2 separate regions of the Zea mays genome follow, and region 2 is linked to region 1. The links are chromatin contacts, called in public Hi-C maps. All regions are on one chromosome and are shown on one strand. The core of a region is the stretch at or near the end of the contact, and the rest is flanking DNA. Distances in the headings are between cores, read along the strand shown. Region 1 has its middle 45 kb from the start of LOC100382033. Region 2 has its middle 38 kb from the start of LOC100276349.

Region 1 (4,509 bases), core at 1,124-3,623:
TTTCTCATTCCAATTCTTGAGTGCTTTGTAAAGATAAGCAAGAGACACCAAGTGCGTGGTGGTCCTTGTGGGGTCTTAGTGACCCGTGTGATTAAGGGAAGGCTCACTCGGTCTAAGTGACCGTTTGAGAGAGGGAAAGGGTTGAAATAGACCCAGCGTTTGTGGCCTCCTCAATGGGGACTAGGTTCTTTGGAACCGAACCTCGGTAAAACAAATCATTATGTCCACTTGTGTGATTTGTATTTGATTTGTTTGCCCTCTTTCCTCTCTCTAACATTTTCTTGCTAATATTGATTTGAGTTTGCTCCCATACGTCATCTGCATCCTTTGAGTAACTCTTAGCAAGAGAAACAATTCTTTCGGCCTTAGTGTGTGTTATAGTTTATAAATTTCAGGTTTTGTCTATTCACCCCATCTAGGCGACTTTCAAAGCACCTATCTAGGCCATAGATTTTCACTATCTGGTGGTTGGATCTATCTGCCTGATCGACACTCCTAGGCTAGGTCTCCAACTAGTTGTGGAAAAAAGCTTGAGGCTCGTGAGCCGACTGGAGCTCGGAGTGGCCTGGCTCAGCTTTTAGCGGTTTACGAGCCGAGTCGGTTCATTCTAGCTCACGAGTTGCACCAAATTAATCAATCTACACAATTATGATGTATATTAGATAATTTTATATGACAATTTATAATTTAGATTGCTTGTAGTATGTCATTATGATTCTATTTCATATTTATAGATTATTAATTTTTTATATAATACAATATTATTTATCAAGGTATGGTTCACGAGCCAGGCTTAGTCTTCTTTTAAAACTTACTAGTCAATTACCGGTGCGTTGCCGGCTCACAACAATATTCACATAAATTATCCACCAAAAAGATCTCAAGATTTTTTTATTGATTGTCTTCGCTCTTCGCATAATATTTTTATGAACGCATGGGTACCATAGGCAGCAAATCATAGACTCTCATCCCTCGTCTCCCCCACTTCTAAGGTTTCGTAGAGCAGGAGGGGAAGGGAAGAGGCGGACATACCTATTCGTTGCCGGAGAAGGACACAACGAAGATCTGGGTATCTGTAGGCGACATAAGTAGTATACCGCTAGGTATATAGGGAGAGAGCACGCATGTGGAGAAAGAAACACAGCTGGTTCAGCTCCAAACCGAGAGGCACCCGCACCAAGCGTCAATCCGAGAAGGGCTAGAGAATGCAAGTGTCTTCCCGGCCCTGAACCCGCCGAAGCGACACAACACCACCACCAACTCCGTAGCATATGCCGGCTGCTGTGACGCTATAGGCCTTGGTTGTCCAATATCTTAGACCTGGATTCCTCATCGCCAAGATAACCTAAACGTGGCAGGCGCCACCATGTCCTCCTCGACGGCACGCACGAAGAAAGGCCAGGAGCATGACCGACTTGCCCCGTACCCACGTCGACGAGCGTCGGTCGGCTCACGACTGTGACTGTGGGCGAGGCTAGCAGGTTGGGGAGGAAGAACAGGGCGAAGGCCAGGAAGACGAACAGGACGTCCGACGACGGCGAAAACGATGGTGCGCGCATGATGTGAAATGTCCTCGTGGACGTGTAATAGCCACTGCGCGAGTCGGTGTCGGGGCTGGTGTCGGACGAATACGGGGAGGAGGCGTATACTCCTACGCCCTCTGCCGAGAATGGGGTGGCGCGAAGGTGGAGTCATGAGGAGAGAGAGAAAAGAAGTAGAATAGCGAACAAAGTGGTGGCAACTGAGGCGAGGACCATCATTATCGTGCGGAGGTATAGATGACCAAACGAGCCGTGTCTGGTGAGCCGGTCCGAGACACGACCCATTTAATAGTGCTTGGGCCAACCCAGCACGAGCGTCGTGCGGTGCTTGGGCCGTAGCCTCGGCCCGTAGTGCTGGCCCGGCCTGACACGATTATTTTTTATTTTACAAAAATCATATATATATATGTATGTATAATTTATATTCAATATTATAAACACCTGAGCATGATGTTCTACTGGTTAGACAACTTTGTTTAATGTCTCTCACCCTTCTTCCATCACAGTGTGGGTTCAAACCCCAACTCCTGTACCAATTTGTAACATAATCCACCTCCTGCACTGGTGCTTTAATTATAGTAGAGATTAAATGGGCGAGCCGTACTGACCTGAGTCAACTAGCGAAGCGTTCCACGAGCACCACGACAAGGAGGAGGCCAAGGACATGGTGGACGTGAAATTCGTATGCATTCTCTCTAAGGGTTAGTTTGGCAACCCCATGTTTCCAAAAGATTTTCATTTTTTCTTGGAAAAATGAGAATCCCTTAGAAAAATAGAGTTGCCAAACTATCATAAATGGGCAAAAGCATCGTGAGAAAAACTCACGGCAATGGGCCATCCAAAGTCCGAAAGCATCCAAATACAGACGGCCCATCCACGGATCACAAAGGCTCATATACGTGTTCTTTCTAATAAAATTTCACCTGCTGCAAAAATGTTTGTGCAATAAAACAAATTCAGAATCAATACTACAGAGCATACAGGTTTATCAGAGGTAAGCAAAACCGACTGTTAGTTGCGTGCCCCTGTCTGTGTCTATACTGTGTATGATAGGTCCAGTTAATTATCTTGAACACCTCCAGAGCCAAGCCTTTATCTCTTCCACATTTACCAAGATTAAGGGCTAAAAGAGACTCCGGCCCAAGGTCACTATCATGAAAATTTCTTCATCGTAGGTTAGAATCAGATCCCCATGTTCGTTCGCGTGTGGGAGAATTTTCACTAATCTCATCCCTACGAATATCACCAGGGATAGTTTCTTTCCCGTTCTTGTCTATATGGGGAATTAGGGTTTGTTTTGTTTGTGGCTAACTATGCCACACTTTGCCTAAGGAAGAACTAATCTTAGACACAAAAGTGTGGCAAAATGTAGCAAATTAGTCAGAGCTTAGAACACCTTAGAAAATCTAAAGTTATTATTATTAAAAGATATCCATTTGTGCTTCCAATCCATACACATAGGACTGAGCTGTCCCAACCAGTCCATCCCGAGAATGGCGTCATAAAATGGCAAGGGCAGGATCTTGAAGCTGGAGCAGAATTGCACACCTTGGACAGACCACTCAACGTTGGATAATTCAGATGTGCAGTGTAATACATTCCCATCAGCCACCCTGACAGATAATGGTGAGTCGATGTCCATACCCGAAATACCAGCCACAGAGGAAGCATGCTTGGAATTCAAAAAAGGGCCCGTTTGTTTCGTTGGAATTGAATTCGATTTTAATAATTATAATTTAGATAAAACTAATTAAGTTTATATATTTATATATGTAATATATTTGTATATTATCCTAAATCATATGAGAGAGATAGTTAAATAGTACATTTATGTTATAGAGGCGCAAGTAGAAGAGTGTGCTATAAGTTGTACATCGGAAAATTAGCATGTAAATCTATAGAATCAATTTACATCTCTCACACCATGAATTTGAGATAGGCTTATATGATAACTTTGGAAAGTGGTGGAATGTCATATTCTAAAAAAAATAGTCTATTCCATTAGTAAGATTCCAATTCCTCGAAATGAATGGAAACAAACGAGGCCAAAGGGTTTTTTACATTGGTCCCCTTACTTTCGCCACACTACTCGTTGCTAACCTTAGTTTTTCTTCTTACTCAGTTTTACCCAACGCTCGTTCCCTTTGCTCCGAAATGCGCCTGAACGCCGTCTCCGTCCACTTTAACGTGACTTACAGGATAGGCCCACTGCAAACTTTTCCCACTCGGCAACAGCCTCTCTTCCTCCCGATCCCGAGCTCCAAATCGACCGCAAGCCCAAGCCCCGCCGAGAGGAGCCGCCACAGCCGATCCGTTGGGAGGAGTCACCACGCCCGCCGCGGGAGGGAGCAAGCCCCAACTGCTTCGTGGGGGCGCCCCGCCGAGACTCCGGGAGGGACGAATTCGACGCCGAGAGGGAGGGAGGAAGCCGCCGGGAGGGACCTGCTTCGTGGGGGCGCCCCGCCGTGAGGGAGGAAGCCAGCCGGGAGGGACGAACCCGCCGCCGGGATGGAGGAAGCCACCGGGAAGGACCTGCTGCTGCTCCGTGCCTCTAGCCCCAGGCTGCTTCGTGGGGCGCCCCGCCGGGAGGGAGGAAGCCAGCCGCCACTGGGAGGGAGGAATCCGCGAGCAGTTGGTCCGCTCCCCGTGCCTCTAGGTCGCCTCGAGTGCCTCCAGGAATCCGCGAGCAGCTTCTCTGTGCCGGGAGGGAGGAAGCCAGCCGCCGAGAGGGAGGAATCCACCGCCGAGAGGGAGGAATCCGCGAGCATCGGATCCAGAGGCCCTGCTCGTGCTCCAGAAGCCCTGCTCACGCTCAAATTCTTGACAGCAGCAACAGTCTCCTCCAGGCAAGGAGCATAACCCTCTACTCTCTATAAATGTTGGCTACTAAAATAGGTGTTATATAGTGTCGGTGTTTCGGACTCGGGGGGCCCTCAGCCGGGCCGACTAGTGAATTTTAGTGCCGCGT
Region 2 (4,509 bases), core at 1,011-3,510, 150 kb before region 1:
TGGTGCTGCTGTAGCCTCGGCGAAGCGAGATCGACACGGAGGAACATGAAGACTTGCAGCGCGATGAGCACGGTCAGACGGCACCGGTGAAGTCCTGAGCGTGGCGTGGAGGAGATCGGCACCAGGACGTGACCGGGCGCGCGATGGGAAACTGCGACAAGGAGCAGGAACGGCGCGATGTTCAGCTGCAAGAGGAGATAGCGGCGCAGTCTCGACAAGGCCGTGCGAGCTTAGGGCGAGGAGGGTGACGGCTGAGCGGTTTCATGCTTGCGTGAGGTAGACGACGGCTGGGAGAACTGCCATGCAAAGAGGAGGCAGCCACGAGCTGGGAACGCCACATGCCAGCGCAAGAGGCAAGCAGCTACACGAGCGCAAAGTAGTGGCGGAGCGCGCTGGGCAGTCAATTTGGACGAGGAGCGAGTGGCTGCGGCAAATTTTTGCGAGTTCAAAGACAGCGGGGATAATCAAGCTAAAGGGACCGGCCAATACAGACTCTAGCGAAGCTTGACATGGGAGGGGCTGGGTGTACATGGTCCACAGCTGCATGTGACACGAGTACACGGCGCCCATGCGTACACGCATGCACAGGATCAGGCCGAGGCATGGAACGCGAGACCAGTGTCCAGTGGCGCGCATGCCTGAATCCAGCAAGCAAGCAGGTCGGTCACCAGCAAGGATAACTCCCGAGCTGCACATGTCTTGGGTGCCAGCCATGTTGAATCCATCTCCCCCGGTACCCCACGCAGTTGATCTCATCCACAACCGTGCAAATAGAGCACAGCAGAGCGCAGATTTTTTTTTCCAGAAATATCTGCCATCAACTTCGATGCCGACCACTCCACCCTTCTCCACCTTGATCTCTCAATTTGCAGTAATAACAGAGAGGTTATGCTGAATACATATGTTCTCCAATCAACCCTCTATCAAATTGCTATAGAAACCATAGCCTTATACTTCCTGGATTCAACACCAAACAGCCCCAAAAATGGGTGAAAACACAGAACTCCAATTCAGCTAACTGAATAACAAACTAGCCTCCCCATCTGACAGCACGAATTTTGACCCAATTTTCTCCAAGGTTAGTGCAGCACTAATCAAAGATCTTCAAAATCACTATAGGGTTCTGGGACTCAAACTTCATAGTTCCAAAGTTACGGTGTCCAGAAATCAACCAAATTTTATTAGCGCCTTTCTGCTGGTCTGAATTTCGAGTTCAGATCACTCCCTCCTTCTTTTCTGCTCGAGGCAGTTTGAGTCTCCCTTTTCTCCCAAACCAATATGGTGTCAAGCCAAACCTTCATAATAAAATTTGTTCATTGATATACGGTCTCCAACGTTACTACAAACTTCTTGGTCCAATCACACAAGAATCACAAGTTATGATACTCCGGAGTTGGTCACAATTACTGAAATTCGTTTTTAGTTTTTGAATCACATTCAGTTCACAGCACCGATTGGCAGTCAATGTTCGAGGGTATTTAACTCAGGTTTCTATACAGTACCAGACCCAAACCTTCTCAAGAGAGTTGTTCACCTTTCTATGGTTTACCAATTCACTATAGACACCATGGTCCAACACTTTATGGATTAGCCACAAAAGAGCTCTGAAGTTCAGCAAATTGCACTGAAATTCAGTTTTCATTGGACAGAATGAAATTCAGTTTGTTTGACTGATAGTCCCACTTTGGGCAGTATTTACACCACTTTTTGTGTAGGGTCACGCCCAACACACTTAAAGGAACTTATTTACTAACATATGGTCTTCAAACTTTCCACAATAATTTCAGTCCAAAACCATATAGATCAAGCACCACAAAGCTCCAAAGTTTAATCAGACACACATATTTCAGACTTAGGCTACTGCACAACAGTCAATACTCTTTTATCTGACAGCACAACTTTGTGCAGTGTTTTCTCTCATTTCTAAGCAGTTTCAAGGGTACTAGTATTCATCATTCTTCTTCATCGTCACTCATCAGCATCCGAATGTCCGAATTAAAATATATATATATTCAAACGTCTGAAAGAAAGAAGGAAAAAACGTGCAATATAATGGTCCAGAAAGAGCAAGAAATTGCCGTGCCATGGCCGGCCCAGCTTTCATAGTTGGCCCAGTAGAAAAATTAGTGTACGGGAGCGAGTGACACTCTCACTGTTAGGCCCAATTCCAGTTCATGTAGCGGAACCGCGGCTGCGTGGCTAGAGCTGGAGCGTGGAGACAAAGCAGTTGGCGCCTTAGCACCACCTCGCTGCTCTAGAAACAGTTGGCATCGAGAGCGAAGCATATAAGCAGTGCCAGAGTGACCTTGATCAGCACGCAGCTGCGCGGTGCACACAAAGCGAACTATTCTTTTGCTTTTTACTAAAGAACTAGATCAGGTGGCGCCCATTCGGGCGCCCTATCCAGCACAGAAAAAAAATAAATAACACCAACAAAACACCAAACTAAACACAGATCGACTGAACATAATCCACATTAAAGTTGCAGCACCAAATTTAAGCGTGTACCATAGTATGACGATCAAGCAAGTTACATCGGAAATTGTTATAGAATAGCATGACATGATCAAAGTCTATTATCAGGCGACCTAGTTGGGGATAGGCAGCTAAGTAGGTGATATATACAAGGCACTGGGAGGCATACTTTGGCCGACACAGTCCACACAACCATGCTCATAAGTGTTACACAAGCACAAGTGCAGCCTGATTCTGTCTACAAAAGCCAACCAAACATTCCATCTACAAAAGCAACCAAGATGTCCATCCACATAAGCTAAGCCGTCATCTGTCACGTGTTCAAACCGCGGGTTTGTCAAGGCTACAAACAAAAACAAGAATGTGAGTATAAAGTTCCATAAATATTTCATGTGTCATGTCTTCCAAGCTAATGTTAGATCCAAGCAGGATATCAAACACAGTCATATAGTCTCGCGGGAAAACAAAGAAGGTCTAATTCACACATATTGTTTGTGTGCCTATTTCATGCCACCGAATTTTGGGACAAGTGCCCATATTGTTTGTGTGTTCTTCATTTGGTTTCAAGGCATAACCAGTTTAAATGTATTGTACTCTTAGGACGGGTTTCAAACTTATTAGAAATGGTACTAAGTGCAGGCTAAAAATAGGAGGCTTTGAAGAATATGGTCTAAATAGGACCAACCCAGCAGTGCACGAACCCAAAGTGGACCTCTGCAGTCAGTTTTAATAGAAGTGTAAATAGCAAGGTTAGACAAACTTACCAGCATAGGATCCATTTTGTGAAACCGATCATGATATCGTTGTCAACAGGCTTGTACATCCTATTAGCTTTCTTGATCTGAATGTAGGAGACATTGTAGACATTGCCCTCCTTTATCAGAGGTTTGAAAACGTCAGTGGGTGAAGGGTATATTTGAGCATGAGCACTGCCAGCCTGCACAAAATAAAAGAAACATGATCATCATATTGGCACCACAAAAGTCCTAGAATCTGATTACTGCGTATTTCTTCCATTATGGTTCCTTTCTGATATACTACACAGGTTTCTCCCGTCGTTTAAAAGTCTACTTGCACTACTCCGGTATGTACTGCAGCTAGCAGAAAGAGAGAGCCCACAACAATTATCAATTACTATGCAATACCAATTGAACAGCAGCCACCTCTTGTTGTCTCCTGCTTGATCTGGCCTTCCCCCTCGCTGTAGTCCTGTGCTGCGCCCTTCTGTCCTCCAATCTCCGTGTCTCCACTGGTAAAACAAAACTGGGAAGGAAGACAACCCAAAAACCGTGATAAATATGTCAGTCCAGGATCCATTAAGTCTGTGCATCCTAGGAGTAAGTGGGACGATCATCAATAGATCTTAATAACATGGGCAGTAAAGTTGAGGTAAATTACTCAGCTTTCAGACTCTTCTTTCTTCTAACTGATTCTCCCTTTATCTCCTTCCTGATCAAAAGAATAAACAACCATGAAACTGAACTTTTAGAACAGTTCAAGAAAGAACATGCTTGGTGTCAATGGACAGATATGCCCGAGGGGGAGCAGGTCACCGCGGCGATGGATGAGTAAGCGGCGGCGTCGGGGCACTCAATGGCCAGATCTGGCTACTGTATCTGTGGAGGCCCGCTCGACGTCGAGCTCGTGTCGCAGCCCCCGCGTGGCGTCCTTCGCAGCCTCCTCCCCGCGTCGCCGCCGCCTAGGTGTCCTGTGTACTCTTGTAATTTTGTGAGGATCTAAAGTTCAAAAAACTTGGTGTGCTCTTGTAATTTCTAAGAATAAAAAAAGCTTTCGGGAGAGCAAAGCACATACCTGAGATAAGTAGGAAGATAAAAAAAGCTTTCTAAAGTTCACAAATTAATAAGTAGGAAGAAGTAGGACACGTCTAGAATTGATCAGATAGATGCAACTGGGATCCATGCTTGTGGTGTATCGTGTGCCTTCCTGTGCCTGCCTAGCTAGGACGACAGCTGCTCCATGGCTGGAGGTGATAGAGTATACTGCCAACAGAAGAGGAATTGCCTTACCTGCCCT

Evidence for each region. Hi-C and Micro-C count contacts between places; a contact is called where the count stands out from the background.
Region 2: a Hi-C map of leaf shows a contact between it and region 1, with 4 times the contacts expected there. The contact joins two enhancer-like sites. A contact is called at or near these places in 2 of 25 Hi-C or Micro-C datasets (ear and leaf).

The regions. Positions count from the first base shown.
Region 1 is chr10:118,714,990-118,719,498 of Zm-B73-REFERENCE-NAM-5.0, reverse strand. No RefSeq gene overlaps it. Among protein-coding and RNA genes, the nearest start is that of LOC100382033, 45 kb to the left of the region's middle. Within about 2 kb of position 2,373, at least 1 of the 20 cell types and tissues checked has an H3K27ac peak or open chromatin away from gene starts, as enhancers often do. A contact at or near this core is called in leaf, where this site is marked.
Region 2 is chr10:118,862,987-118,867,495 of Zm-B73-REFERENCE-NAM-5.0, reverse strand. No RefSeq gene overlaps it. Among protein-coding and RNA genes, the nearest start is that of LOC100276349, 38 kb to the left of the region's middle. Within about 2 kb of position 2,260, at least 16 of the 20 cell types and tissues checked have an H3K27ac peak or open chromatin away from gene starts, as enhancers often do. A contact at or near this core is called in leaf, where this site is marked.